Linked DNA regions of Anser cygnoides: region 1 is linked to region 2. A link is a contact called in public Hi-C data. All regions are on one chromosome and are shown on one strand. Each heading gives the region's core, a stretch centred on a gene start, on an enhancer-like site or on the middle of the called end of the contact. The rest is flanking DNA. Distances are from core to core; before and after follow the strand shown. Region 1 overlaps NPRL3 (NPR3 like, GATOR1 complex subunit). Region 2 holds the start of RHBDF1 (rhomboid 5 homolog 1).

Region 1 (6,322 bases), core at 408-2,907, 49 kb after region 2:
ATTTACTTCTGCAGTCTCTTAGCTGGATCTACAATGCGCTTGTCACAGCTCTGCAGCAGCAGTCTAGTCTTGCTTTTAGACTTAAGAGGCTATTTTCCCCCAGAGCAGTCCAAGTGGCTTGGTAACTACAGGTCATGCACTCTTGAGGTTTGGTTAGCTTGGGGTGGGTGGAGTGGTTGCAATAGGGAGATGGCAGTTTTGGCCAGGATCACCACAGAGAAGCTCTGGGAATTACGAAGTCCTGAAAGAGCCCCTAAACCCTGACTCTAAGCTAAAGCCACAGTGACTACTTACACGCCCAGTTCTCGTCAGTCAGTACAGATATCCCTTTGCTGGGCACCGACATGCTGCACAAACATCAGCTCACCTCGGCCCTGCGCAGTCAGTCACAGCAGGGTCAGACAAACTGCAGGCTCTTCACTGCAGCAAGTCCCTGATGGCGGAGGAGCTGCTGCTCCCCCGAGACCCGTCAGAGCAGAACCACCAAGCCAGCCCTTCAGATAAAGCTCAGGTTTGCTGCACAGCCTCTTAATTGCCTTAACAACCTCCCAAATGAAGGAACCATGCTGCACATCACTCAAACTACTCCCACTAGCCAAGGCCCAAACACGTACGCCAGAATCATTTCTCCAGTTAAACATAAAGATGTGCATCTCCATGTGTTATACATCACATGCTCTGCTCTGGAATTCATCAGCTTTTGCTCATGTTTCCATACCCATCTGCAGTTTAGGAATATACTGGCCGGCTGCTTTATGCCAACTGACAGTAAAAATGAGTGGAGATGACAAGATCTGTTTTCCAATTCGTTCATACAGTCCTCATGCAGGAACGGCCCCTGAAAGATGCCAAATATCCCTTAAAGCATTCCTGCCTATATTCAGGTGATGGTAGGACGGGGCCTCTCCTGCTTTCACTGAAGGACTGAAGCTTGCCTGGTTGTCTTCTGCTCTTCAGGCTGGGCACTCCTGTCACCCCACCACCCTTCACGGCCACCTGGAAAGGAGTCTGTATGCAACGAGTCTCCCTTCGTCACAGCCTCCCTGTATACCACACACACGTGGTTTTAAGTTATCGGTCACCTCCAGTCTCCTGTCATTTCTCTTTGCTCCCATCACCCTCCTCACACTCCCCGGCCATGGGTAAGCTCATTGCAGGGTACCTCAGCTGCCTCGTCCCTGCAGACAGCCTGGGGGTGTGCAGTTCCCCAGCAAAATGAGCATGCAGTGCAAGCACAACACGCTGCACACGCTCCCTTCTGCTTTGATGTACATCTGCCAGCTCTCAAGTTGGCACCGTTATGTAGAACATAATTGCTAAGTCTGCAGTGCAAACAAACAACGGGCTCCAGTCATATTTACATTTCCCCTATCTGTGGAGTGCATTGGCCTCCTGCAGTATCTCCCACGGGGCATTTAAATTAGGCTAATCAGCTTCCTTCCCCCAGTCGATGGTAACCAGCACACTGAAAAGTGGCCATTAGCAGGCAAAGCGGGGGTTGTGTGCGTCAAAAACGCACCATTGCCTGAAGTATTAATGGTGATTTTTGAAAACACTTACTGATCTTGGATTTTTTTCTTTTCATGCTCACATTTTAGCTAGCTAGGGGGTTAACATCCTTTTCTTTCTAAAAATGACTACCTATCTCTTCTACCAGATTCTTCCCCCAGAAGGACTGCTTTCTAGAATTCTCCATTTCATTTTGGCCCAGATTTATTTGCTGTGATTTTCCAAGACGAATCAAATGCTGTCTAGCCTTGTCTGGGCACTATGTTGCTATCTGTCCCTGGCCAAAGCTCCTCCTCCCCTAACTTGTGTCACTATTCAGAAAGTCACTTTAAAGATTTTAAAAGCTCCGTATTCTCTCCCTCCTACAAAGCTGCTCACAGTGACTGTCCAAACTCTCATCCCCTGGCACAACTGACTTATGTGTGAATGATTGCGACCTGGCTTTCAACAGCAACGCAAACTAAGTAGGAGTTTTCCAATAAATACATCCATCCTATATTCAAAAAGAGTCTGGATTTGTAACTGGTCAAGATGAAATAGTTTCCATTCCAATAAAAGCTAGAGAGGATATTAAAGAATATCACAAAAACGCTGGCTGGAAGTCACCTCCAAGGCCTAGTCCAGCCTCCTGTCCCAGCTGGAGAATTGCCAACACTGTAGATTTTTCTGCCCAAGCTCTGTAACTCTCCAAGGGTAGTGATCCTCCCTCATACCTGGGTAATCTGTCCTGGGCAGCATCGCCCTCCTGGAGAAGTTTTCCCTAACGTCGAAGTAGAATCTACCAAGCTGCAACTTGATGCTGCTGCCCCTCGTTTAACCGTCTGCCAGTAATGAGAAGAGTTTGGCTCCATCATCTGCTGTAAGTGCCCTCCAAAGTGCTGCAGGCAGGCGTTGGATCCCCCTCAGCCTCCGCTCTGCTGGCCTGAATAAGCCCCATCTGAATGAGCCTCCCCGCCTGTCCCATGCCCCAGACCCCAACCCAGCAGCCAGCACGGGCCCATCTCCACCTTCACCATGCTCTTCATGACCTGGGGGGAGGAGAGAGAGGGGAACGAGAGAGTTTTCCAGGTGCAGCACCAGGTAGAAGGGAATAATTTCTTTCAGTCTGATGGCCGCTCTCCCTCACTAATGTATCATTTGCCTCTAACATGACATATACATGGACAACATGCTCAGGCGTGTGCACCACAGAAGTCAGTGGTCAGGCTTGATGAGCCCCACGCTTTGCTCCTGGTTCCCATCTGTCCTGACTGACCCGAGCCAAGTAACTCTGTGTTGGGCTCCTTCACGCATGCATGCGCCTGTGTCCGTGTGCATGCCTGCAAGCCAGAGCTCTGGGAAATGCCTCACTTCATCTGTCCCAGGCAACTCCTACCTGGAAAATACAGCAATTAAGAAAGGAGGAGTGAACTGAAAGCTCATTTTGGTGTTACACAGGAATAAACCACTAGCATAGGCAGGGCAGAGGGAAGTGCCCAGTACAATGACATAAGACAGTGAACACTGCCCCACAGAAGGGTTACACCAAGCACCCGCATTTACAGCTCCAGTGAAGACAGGCACTATCTTCACGTTGTCAGGCAGTAAGCATCTATGGGACCCAAACAGGACATAAGATGGCAGTTCTCAGGGCAACACTGCATTTGGGTCACCCCGAAGCTGCACAAATCCGTCTGTTGACAGATGTGTGCTTCCAGGTCCAGATGCAGTGATGGAAGATTCTTTCTTTCCATTGCTCATCACCATCCTCCCCATTCAAGTTACAGGAGCTGCCCTGCTATCAGCACTGTGGTGGTAGAGCAGTTCTCTAAACTGCTTCAGACAAAAGAAAAAAAAAAAAAAGATATCTCAGGTTAGTCATTCAAGTAAAATTAGCTTAAATCTGGCCAAGGAGACACCCTTTCCAACACTGCTTGAAGATGGGGCAGAACTGTCCACAGCTTAACAACACCTACGAATATTCCTCTATGGAGTAAAGGACCTCTATTTCTCAATCTAAGAGTAAGAAAATTCCCAAAAGTGACTCTACACCTGTTGCTTGGGAGAGAAGCAACGAGTGAAGCCTCAAACTGTCTTTAAAAGCACTGCTGGATGTGCATTGAGGAATACTTTATGTACCTTACTGAAGATCTAGCACAAAAAGAGCTTTTTTCCTTCTCAAGTTTAGTTCTGGAAGGACAATGCCATCCCTCCTCTCCAGCAGCACCTATGGAAACAACTTGGATTTGAATTCCGATTCAATGCTATGAGGATTACTGCAGCCAATGCTGAAGCCAAGCTCCCATATCCCTTATTTCCCCCTTAAGGTTTCTGCCTTGCAAATACTGGCTTTGCATCATAATGGACAGGCACAAGTTCTTTCTGGTATCTGTTTAATGAATAACAGGAGTTCAGAGGCATAGACACATGAAAATATATCAGGCTGAACTTTACTGCTATACTGAAAATAGACCATCCCTTCGTGCACACACAAAACTATACTTAGAAGGTCAGTTACAGTATATTTAGTGCACTAACTACGCATTTATAGTAGGAATTTGTTCTGGTAGGCAGCTGATACAGCACAGCTATTTGCTGTAGCACAGCCCTCATTAGGCTGTTATTCTTCAAGATGAAGCAAAAAGTAGACCTGACACAGTAACCTCTGCTGGGGTAATGAGGATGATCAGCTCATTCACTGCAGTGGCTTCTCCACAATTATTTATACTTTCACTAAGAGCCACAGGCTCACCCAGGCACTCATCTCTAATGGTTTACAGGACAAAATGAGAGAAAATACATGCACGACCTCCCAGTTGCGGTGTCTCATAAAGTCACAAGTAACCAAGAGTATCTTGTATAAACATTTCTATTTTTACACTCTAGCATCCTACCCAGAGAACCAATCTGTTTACTCTACCTTCTCTCTTTCTCACTGCTGACTTAAGAGTGAGTTATGGTTGTCAATTCAATCTACAGTGGAATGGAAATTAACATTTTGCAGATGCTCAGGATGGCTTTGCTAAAGAACCTAGTGCATGGGCAAACTGCAAAATACACATCATTAAGACAGCTGCCTGATTACGGCAGCTGATTTTCTGAAGAAACTGAAGTCATTTTTGGCATCTGCAATTCAAAAGCTTTCAAATTGTTGCTTTATCCAGATGAAAGAGGTGACAGGGAAGCAATAATGAGATCCTTTCCTCTCTCCAGGATAATTATGAATCTGCATTGCCACTAAACTCATCCAAAGCGTCCCCCACAAATTCTGTCTTAAGATACCACCAATTATGATTTTTACTTTTCTTTCTCACAGGTTTTGTAACCACTTATCTGGTAATGAAGAGCAAACATTTCAAAAATCTCAAATGTTTGAAGTGTTGCCTCTCAGAGAATGTCCTCTGAACAGTTAAGAAAGTGGAGAAGGAGTTGAATACTTCAGGAAAGAACAGCAACTACCCACAAGCATGGGAGAACTCTGTAAAAATGCCTGAGCACAACATAGCTGCAAGCTTCATCAAAGATAAGAAAAGTAACTTCTTGCCAATACAGTTTCTGTAGGCTACTTGACTATATCCATCCTAGGGTGAAAACCAGGTTTTCAGGGATGACCACCTGAATTTGTAAAGTACGGGAAAAGTTACAGAACTTGCCCCAGGAGGTTTTCTGCTCTACAAGTATGAAAAACAGTGAAAGTTGCATTCCAGTGTTTTGAAATGCTCAGGAAAGAAAAAATTTCCCCCTTACCATTTTCACAGATAGCTGGTTAGGAAGTCATTCTGCTTTTGACCATATGCAGAACCACACCTTGCCTATTTTTGTTGTGTTGAAATTTGTAACAACAAAACTGGGTGCTACTAATCACATAACATAATGACTTTAACTTGTAGAGCTAACTAACCTACTCAAATAAGCAGCTTATCTCAGCAAAACGGGCCTTGAAACCTTTGTAAGCTGTGCTGTAGAAGTATTCAGGCTGACTTTGTCTCTGATGCTTTTTTCTTTGTCTCATATTTACACATAGTTTAAAAACCTTAAAATAAAGACTAGCTGGCTTGAAAATACCAACACAAAACGACAGCATCAGTATGAATGAGTCTTTCCTTTGCATACTCAGATTTTTTTTCAGGCTATGCTATTATATCTACCATGTGTGGACACAGCAAAACTGGTAGGTAAACAGTGATGGTTGGACAACAGGCTATTATGTCCTGATGCTCCTTCACACATCGAGAATTTTGTTAACAGGTGTTCTTGTGACATATATATTAGTTTTTGTCAAAAAATGTATGAAATAGTTATAAGGAAAACAAAACCAAAATAGTTTATCTTCCAAAATGCCAAGCTAATGGTATTTGCTTCGAGTCCATGCCTACCCTTCAATAAAACAACAAGGATAAGAAAAAAAAATTATACTCTGCACTCATTACCTACCTTGCAAACATGCGAAGATCTTCTGGATTTTGGGCAGCAGGGACATTGAGGATAGCTTCCCGCTCGTGTTCCAACAAGCTTGCTAGGAGATTCTCTGTCATCCTTTTATTTAGGGGTGAGTCCCCACCAGGTATCAACTCAGCACTGGAATTGTCCATGCTAGGACTTGTCAGAGTCATGTCATCACTACTAGCTATCAGGGAATGAGAGAAAAGAGACAGAACATTTACATTCCTCAGCATAACAATATAAAGATTATCAATTCAGGTCATTTCTATGCAGTCTTTCCAAACAATCCCCTCAGATCTGTAGAAAGTGGCTCTGGAAATGCTATGTGTATCTGCAACTAGTGATATGACAGCGCAGGAATTTTCTCAGTTGGAAAGTCAAATATTTCAAC
Region 2 (6,607 bases), core at 1,633-4,132:
GGAGCCACAAGGGAAGAATATTATCAGAGACTGCTCTGCCAGAAAACAGCTCTTGAGATGCAGATAGAGAAATGTCAGATGTTCAGCTCACGGCCAATCCCACTCGGCAGGCAACATCCCCAGCAGCACAGTGGGTGCTCTGGTGCTCTGCCAACCTCTTCCCTGGACGCACTGAATGGAAAACAACTCAGGACTCCTGTTCACGTTGCCCATCTCAGACCTTCAGCACTAACTAGGCTGCGTGTTCACACTGCAGAAAGATCTGATACACTGAATGGAATCAAACCTTTACTAATTATATCTGAGCATGTGGGCTCTGTGCCCAAAATAAACTGTCCTGTCATGCTACACTCAGCAGACCCTGCCTCTTTCAAGGCAACATGCTGGGACTTGCTGGCTACTCTCCGGGGCTGGATTCCAGAGGAACAAGACCAATGATCCCAAAAGGAATTCCTACTCCTGCCGTGCAGCCTCGCTCTGCTGCAGGACTGCTGAAGACCCCCACTAAACCGAACCCGCCGTCCCCAAATCCTGCGACAAGGCACCAGCCCCTCTGGCCCTGGCCAGGTGCAGAGGCCAGGAGCTCGGTGAGGGCCAAGCTAGGGCCTACCCTGCACAGAGCAAGAGCAAGACGTTCCTCAGCTCTGGGCCAGCCCACGGCTTTCCCCAGAACCTGAAAAGCCAGTTTGTAGGCAGGTCTCTTGCAAATGTATTGCTTAAAAAAAAAAAAAAAAAGGCCTGTCATGGGAAGTCCCAGAGCAGAACTAGTTTTGTGGGAGTTGCTTTTACACCACACAGCTTTAACCTCCTTTCATGGGAACCCGCTGAAGCGGGCACACCGCTGACACACGGCCACACAGGAGAGTTGCTGCCGCCCCGGGGACTCAGGACCAAGGAGCACAGAGATGGTGGCAAAGCTTGCTCCTCCACTCCAAGCCCAAAATCCCCCTCGGGAGGACAGCCGGGCCCCGGCTCAGGAATGGCCCAGCACAAGGACAGCGGAGACCTAGGTTAACAGTGGAAGCACTGTGGTAGCCATGAGGATCTACAGATGAAGCAGCAGGAGGGAGAGGCGATAGCTGTCACTAGGCTGACAGGCTGGAGAAGGGAAAGAAAAAGAAAAAGAAAAAAAAGAGCAGACAGGCTTTCAAGCACACAAGGCCATTCTGAAAGTCCTTTTAACAATTAAAACGTGAAGGAGGCACCTAGGAGCCCATTTGGTTTTTCCAACTGTCTCAATGGATCTAGCACTATTCATCCCCTCTTGCAAACACTGCATGGCTGAGATAGAAGAGCTGGAAAGCAAGGTAATTCCACGCACTGGAGTGCAGACCCAGTTCTCCCAAGGCTCTACTCCCCAGCTTGTCCCAACTGGGCCCTTTTTACCCCACTTACGGCACAAGGGGAGCTACTTGTCTTTGAATCAGCGTTACTGCCGTTAAAACATCGTGCGCCTTCTTCATCCCACGCTTCATTCAGAAGTGCCTTCAGTTCCCTTCCTTCAGTGTTTGCTGCCTTGTCCCTTCCCATTAAGTATAGCTTTCTTCCCAGAGGAAATCAGCAGCCATAGGGACAAAAACAGGAAGAAAAGAAACAACTTCCTGCTTGCTCCCAGACCCCGGCATCCCTGACCAACGCTGCACGCTCCACCGCGAGGCCAACCTGCAAGAGAACTGGCAGCCAGAACCAAGCGCTGCACGAGGAACACTCCGAGGCCAGGCAGAAGTCGTTTGTGCTGCCGCTCACCTCTCACATCGCGGGAAAGAAAAGCACAAGCCAAAATACACGCAAGGGGCCCTCCAGTGCAACAGCAGCAGCTACGCGTGTGTGTGCGCTACAAGGGGGGAAAGGACCGGTCACTTTCTTAGAAGCCCAAAAGGATGCAGCACTGAGAGCGCAATCCTGCAGAAGTTTTCACAGAACTATGGAATATCTGAATTTTCGCCAGATTTGCCTTGGGCTGCTGCAATTCCCCCACATCAGGCCAGCAGTGCGTAGTGTGAAAAGTCAGCTCAGGGACTGGATCCAGAGGAAGACTAACCTTTACCTCCAAAGATTATGATCCCCTATCAGCTCACAAGGTGGCTGCCAAACTGCCAGCGTAAGGGGACAAACGGGTGGCAACGCGTGGCGAGGGACAGCTGGAAGGGCCCGGGGCTCCTGCGTGGCCCTGGGTCAGCTCTAAGCCGGCCACGAACCCGCACCCTCACCTCCAGCCGAAACCTCCGGGGTCACCGGGGGTCCCGACGCCACCCCTCCGAGGCAGGACCCGGCCCCGCCTTCGCTGCTGCTGGAGACCGGGCCGGCCCCACGCCGGCCCCACGGGCTGGGACCTGTCACCCACCTGCGGCACCGGGACGAGGCGGCTGCCCCGCCACCCGGCCCTCCGCAGCCTCCCCCCGGCCGGCCGCCCCGCTCGGTGCCCGGGGCTGCCCGGCGGGCCCGTGCCGCCAGCAGGGGGCTGCCGAGCCGCGGCGGAGGCGGCGGGGCCGCGGTGCGGGACGGAGCCCGCAACTCACGTGCGCGCCGGGGCAGCGGGGTTCCCTCCTCCCCCCCCCCCGACCCTTCGTTCTCCCCACCCGCACCCGCACGCCGGCCCCCGCCCCGCACTCACCGGGCAGGCGGGGACGAGCGCAGCGGCGGGGCGCTCAGCACCGAGCCGCCGGACTCCGGGCCGCCCCGCTGCGGGCTTAAGGGGCCGCCGCCGCCGCCGCCGCCGCCGAGCTCGGCCCGGGCAGGGCGCGGAGACTCCTCCCCCGTGCCAGGGGCCGGCCGGCCGGGCACGCCATTCACAGCCGCGGCATGCAAATGGCCGCTGGGCTCCGCGCCGGCTTCGGCGGCGAACGCCCCGCCGGGGAGCTGCGAGCGCCCGGGGCCGCGGGGCTCATCCCGCCGCGCCGCCGCCTGAGTCACGGCGCAGGAATGCGCCGCGCCGGGCGGAAGCGGCCGGCCCCGGGCCCCCGCCCCGGGCCTCCCCCTTCGCCGGTGAAGGCTGAGCCTGGAGCGGCCCGGCGGGGCTCCCGGGGGGTCGGGGCTCTCCGTCCCCTCCCCGGCCGCGCGGGGACGGGGACGGGGTTGCCGGGGAAAGGCAGTCCCGTTAGCGCCGAGCCTTCGGCGTGCTCCTGAGTCGCTCCCCCGGAGCGCCCGGCTCCGCCAGCAGCCCCGCCGGGGGCGCCTGGAGAGCCCCGAAGCTGGGAGCTCGGTGTCTCCCCCCCCCCCAGTACCCCCAATATTCCTGTGTTTCCCATCCGGTTCTTCACAGCTTCTCCGGGCACATGGTTAGGGTATCAACCCTTCCTAAGCTCGCTCTTTCCTCCCGGCCTCAACGTTTCCCCCTTCTGGATGGCGTACACCCATCTCCCTTGCTCAGTAGTCCTCGCCTTTGTCCTGGGACCGCTGCCCAAACTTTCTCCATCTGGCTCTGTGGTCAGCATGTATTGCTCGTGCAGAGGTTCACGAAAGCCCCAGCGGACGCTTCAGTAGGGCCTGCATCATGCACATCCATCTTCGGCTGGACCCAAACCTGCAGCTGCGTACTTTTTACATTTTAGCAATAACCGGGGGCGGGGGGGAGTATTCCTTGCCATCTTGCCGCACCTCCGAGGCCGACCTGCACATGACGGCGTTGGAGAGGAGTGGGGTGGCTGCCGGTGCTGCGTGTGAAGGGGGAGCTCATCGCCACCACCCTGCCCGTGCCCGCGTGCAGCAGCGACAGCCACGCTTCGAAGGCAGCCCCCAGAGCCCTGCTGACTTCAGCGCGTCTCCTCAGCTGGTGAGCGTATCCAGGTCAGCCCCAGCTGGTCCTCGGCAAGGTGGAGACCAAATTGCATGCGTAACCCTGCTTGTCCGCAAAGCCCCATGAAGCTTAACAGACACAAATTATTTTCAGATGTTCCTACCACATAAACAAGGGAAAGAAGTGTCCAGTAACATGAGAGAGAAGGGATGAACTTGCAGGCCCTTCAGCACCTCCCAGAAGGAACGCACCGGAGCCAGCGTGATTCTGACCCACCCCTGCTCTTTCTTAGCCTCCTTCCAACAGCATGTGCATTTTGCAAGAAAAATAAAGTTCTTACACTGAAACGTGATTTATTGCTCCCACAGACAGCACTCCTCACTCCATCCCACATGCTCAGTGTCCCTCCGGGCCTGCGGGGTGGGATTCCCTTAGGCAACTGCAGGCATCTGCGCTTATTCGGGTAGACTCTACCCTCTTGGTCAAGAATACGCTCTCCTTGCTCCCATTGCCAGCCAGGGTGTTCCTCTTTCAGTGCACTGAGTCGTATCAGCCTAAAATACATTGATAAAAAGTGACTTAATGCCAGCATCTGACAGCAATGTCCAGCCTGTGATCACGACATGAGACATGTCCATAGGATGTGCAGGCACTGGCACAGGCTCCCCAGGGCAGCGGTCATGGCACCGAGCCTGCTGGAGCTTGAGAAGTGTTTGGACAATGCTCTTAGATACATGGTTTGTTTTTTGGGTGGTCCTGTGTGGATCCAAGGGTTGGACTGGGTCCTTGTGGGATATTCCATGATTCTATGATAGGAGCCCTGCTTGGGGGGGGGGGGGGGGGGGAGAGAAGTAGTCCTTGCGAGACACCAGGCAGAGGACTCAGATGGTGAAGGAGGTATTTCCATCTCTACTCGCTGAATGTTGCTCCCCAGGAAGGCCTTAGGAAATTCCCCTCCAAAGCTGGCATCTGTTCGCAGGGGGGGTTGGCCCCAAGCTGCAGTCCTGTTCTCCATCCCTCTCCAGCTGGTGACCAACCAGCAACTACTAGGGTGGGTTCCTCTGTGTTTAGACTGGGATACCAGGTGTTTGCCTCCAGTGGTGTTTCACATGGGTGTCATCACTCAGGGTCAATGTGAGCCTAAGGCCGGTCGTACCCACCCTGACCAGAAGAGCTTCCCAGATGCAAACGCACTTCTCAGAGGACAAAAACCACTATCTGGGTCTTTGGTTTCACTATTTGGAAGAAAAAGAGTTCTCCTGAAAATAGAGGAGCCTCTGATCTTTTTCTGAAAAAGGAAATACTCAGCTCAGGTCTCACCTAGCAAAGGGGGAAAACTGAAGATTATTTGCCTCACTCAGTGTCCAAAGGGGAGGAATGTTATGGGGGGGGAATTGCAGGGAGCACTGCTGTTCAAAACATGGCCTCTGAGAGCCAGCTGAAGGACAGTTATCTTTCGGTGCTTGTTATGTTTAACAGGAACATGTAATTACATCAATTTGCCTCATTCTTCTCTGCTGGAAGCTGGAGTTTCCTCCCTTCTGCTTGAAATCCATGAGAAACTGTGATCCTACCACAAGACGTGGTCAAGACCCAGTGCAACAGATATCCTCCATTGTGAAGTACGGAAGTTTTACTGCCGCAGCTCACTCTCACTGCTCCCTCCAAGCTGGGCGAGCTGCACACTCGCCCAGGCACTCACGGGTCTGCACCAGCCAGAAGTCCGGGCAGCACAGAATGGCCTAGTTCTAGTGGGTAGTTCACATGCTCCTCATCTTCATCAGCACCCCACGCTTCTCCCTCCTGTGCACACGTTTGTATGCAATGCTCATTGGAACAGTTATCCTGTGTAATCAGGCATTGAATCTGCCAGCACTGACAGTCTTAAGAGCCTTAGCTGTCCAGCTATGCGGCATTAGCGCAGCCTGCCTTGGGAATGTAAAACACAAAAGCCAATTTTCCTTCGATTCTGTGCCAACAAAGTGGTCCTTGCCTTCCCTGCCTCCCAGCACTGGTCCCGCAGTCCTGGCCTGTCCCACCTGTTCAGTCACGCCGAGACCCTGGGTGCCGATTTTTACCAGCTTTTTGATGCATCTGTAAAACAGTGTTTTTATGTTGCCCAAGGTAAGTTTCAGGTGGGTGCATGGGCTGGTTGGACGTGCCACATTGTCTAGTCTCAACACAAAAGTCATGGCCTCTCTTTTGTTTGGCACACCAGGGAGCTGTACAATGCTCTGAGCCAGCACAGCCCCTTTTCCTTTACCTTCTTTCAGCTTGCACGCATTGCCTAACAGTTATGTGAGGACAGCTGGGACACACCAGGAGCACAGAGATCTATTTTTATCTGTATTGCTTGTAATCTAGACAGATGGTTTGTTTTTGACCTGCTTTGTTCAGGGTTTAGGCCAAAAAAGTGTCCTAGTATACAGCAAGCCCAGCTGAGAGCATCGGATTGCAGCCTTCACAGGGAAAACAGAGCTTCCCTTGCCTCCTGGACATGGCCTGGCTTTGCAGTGCCTCCTGCGCTCACATGGAGCAGCAGCACAGCCCTAGCAGCTGTTCTAGCAAAGAGTGAAGAGGTCCAGAAAGGCCTGTGATTTCTCCTGGGGAGGATTAATAACACAGAAACCTAAGCAAAATCCCATGGACTTTCAAATGTAGGTGGCCTGGCCAGGAGCCAGAGAGGAAACTGCCAGGAGGTTGAGGATGGGGGTTCCCCTTGGGGAATGCATTTCCATGGTGGTTTCCAGTCACCTGCAATCCCTCGGCAGGGAACTAAGCAGGTTCCTGGGACCAACTGCAAGTCAGGCTTTCATCCCGAGACAGGAAGGGTGTTGTGCTCTTGTGCCCTATGCACTGGGAAGCTCCTAT

The links. Hi-C and Micro-C count contacts between places; a contact is called where the count stands out from the background.
Region 1: a Hi-C map of liver shows a contact between it and region 2, with 6 times the contacts expected there. The contact joins the enhancer-like site here to the promoter of RHBDF1 in region 2. A contact is called at or near these places in 4 of 7 Hi-C or Micro-C datasets (granulosa cells and liver).

The regions. Positions count from the first base shown.
Region 1 is chr15:11,216,719-11,223,040 of Taihu_goose_T2T_genome, forward strand. It overlaps NPRL3 (NPR3 like, GATOR1 complex subunit), which reads right to left. Exons shown (of 12, transcript XM_048062162.2): 11 at 5,923-6,115. Among named protein-coding and RNA genes, the nearest start is that of MPG, 24 kb to the left of the region's middle. Within about 2 kb of position 1,658, at least 2 of the 3 cell types and tissues checked have open chromatin away from gene starts, as enhancers often do. A contact at or near this core is called in liver, where this site is marked.
Region 2 is chr15:11,166,118-11,172,724 of Taihu_goose_T2T_genome, forward strand. RHBDF1 (rhomboid 5 homolog 1) reads right to left here and starts at 2,883. Exons shown (of 19, transcript XM_066977497.1): 1 at 2,615-2,883. It overlaps LOC136786429 (a long non-coding RNA gene), which reads left to right and starts at 2,965. Exons shown (of 2, transcript XR_010825059.1): 1 at 2,965-3,786; 2 at 3,890-4,086.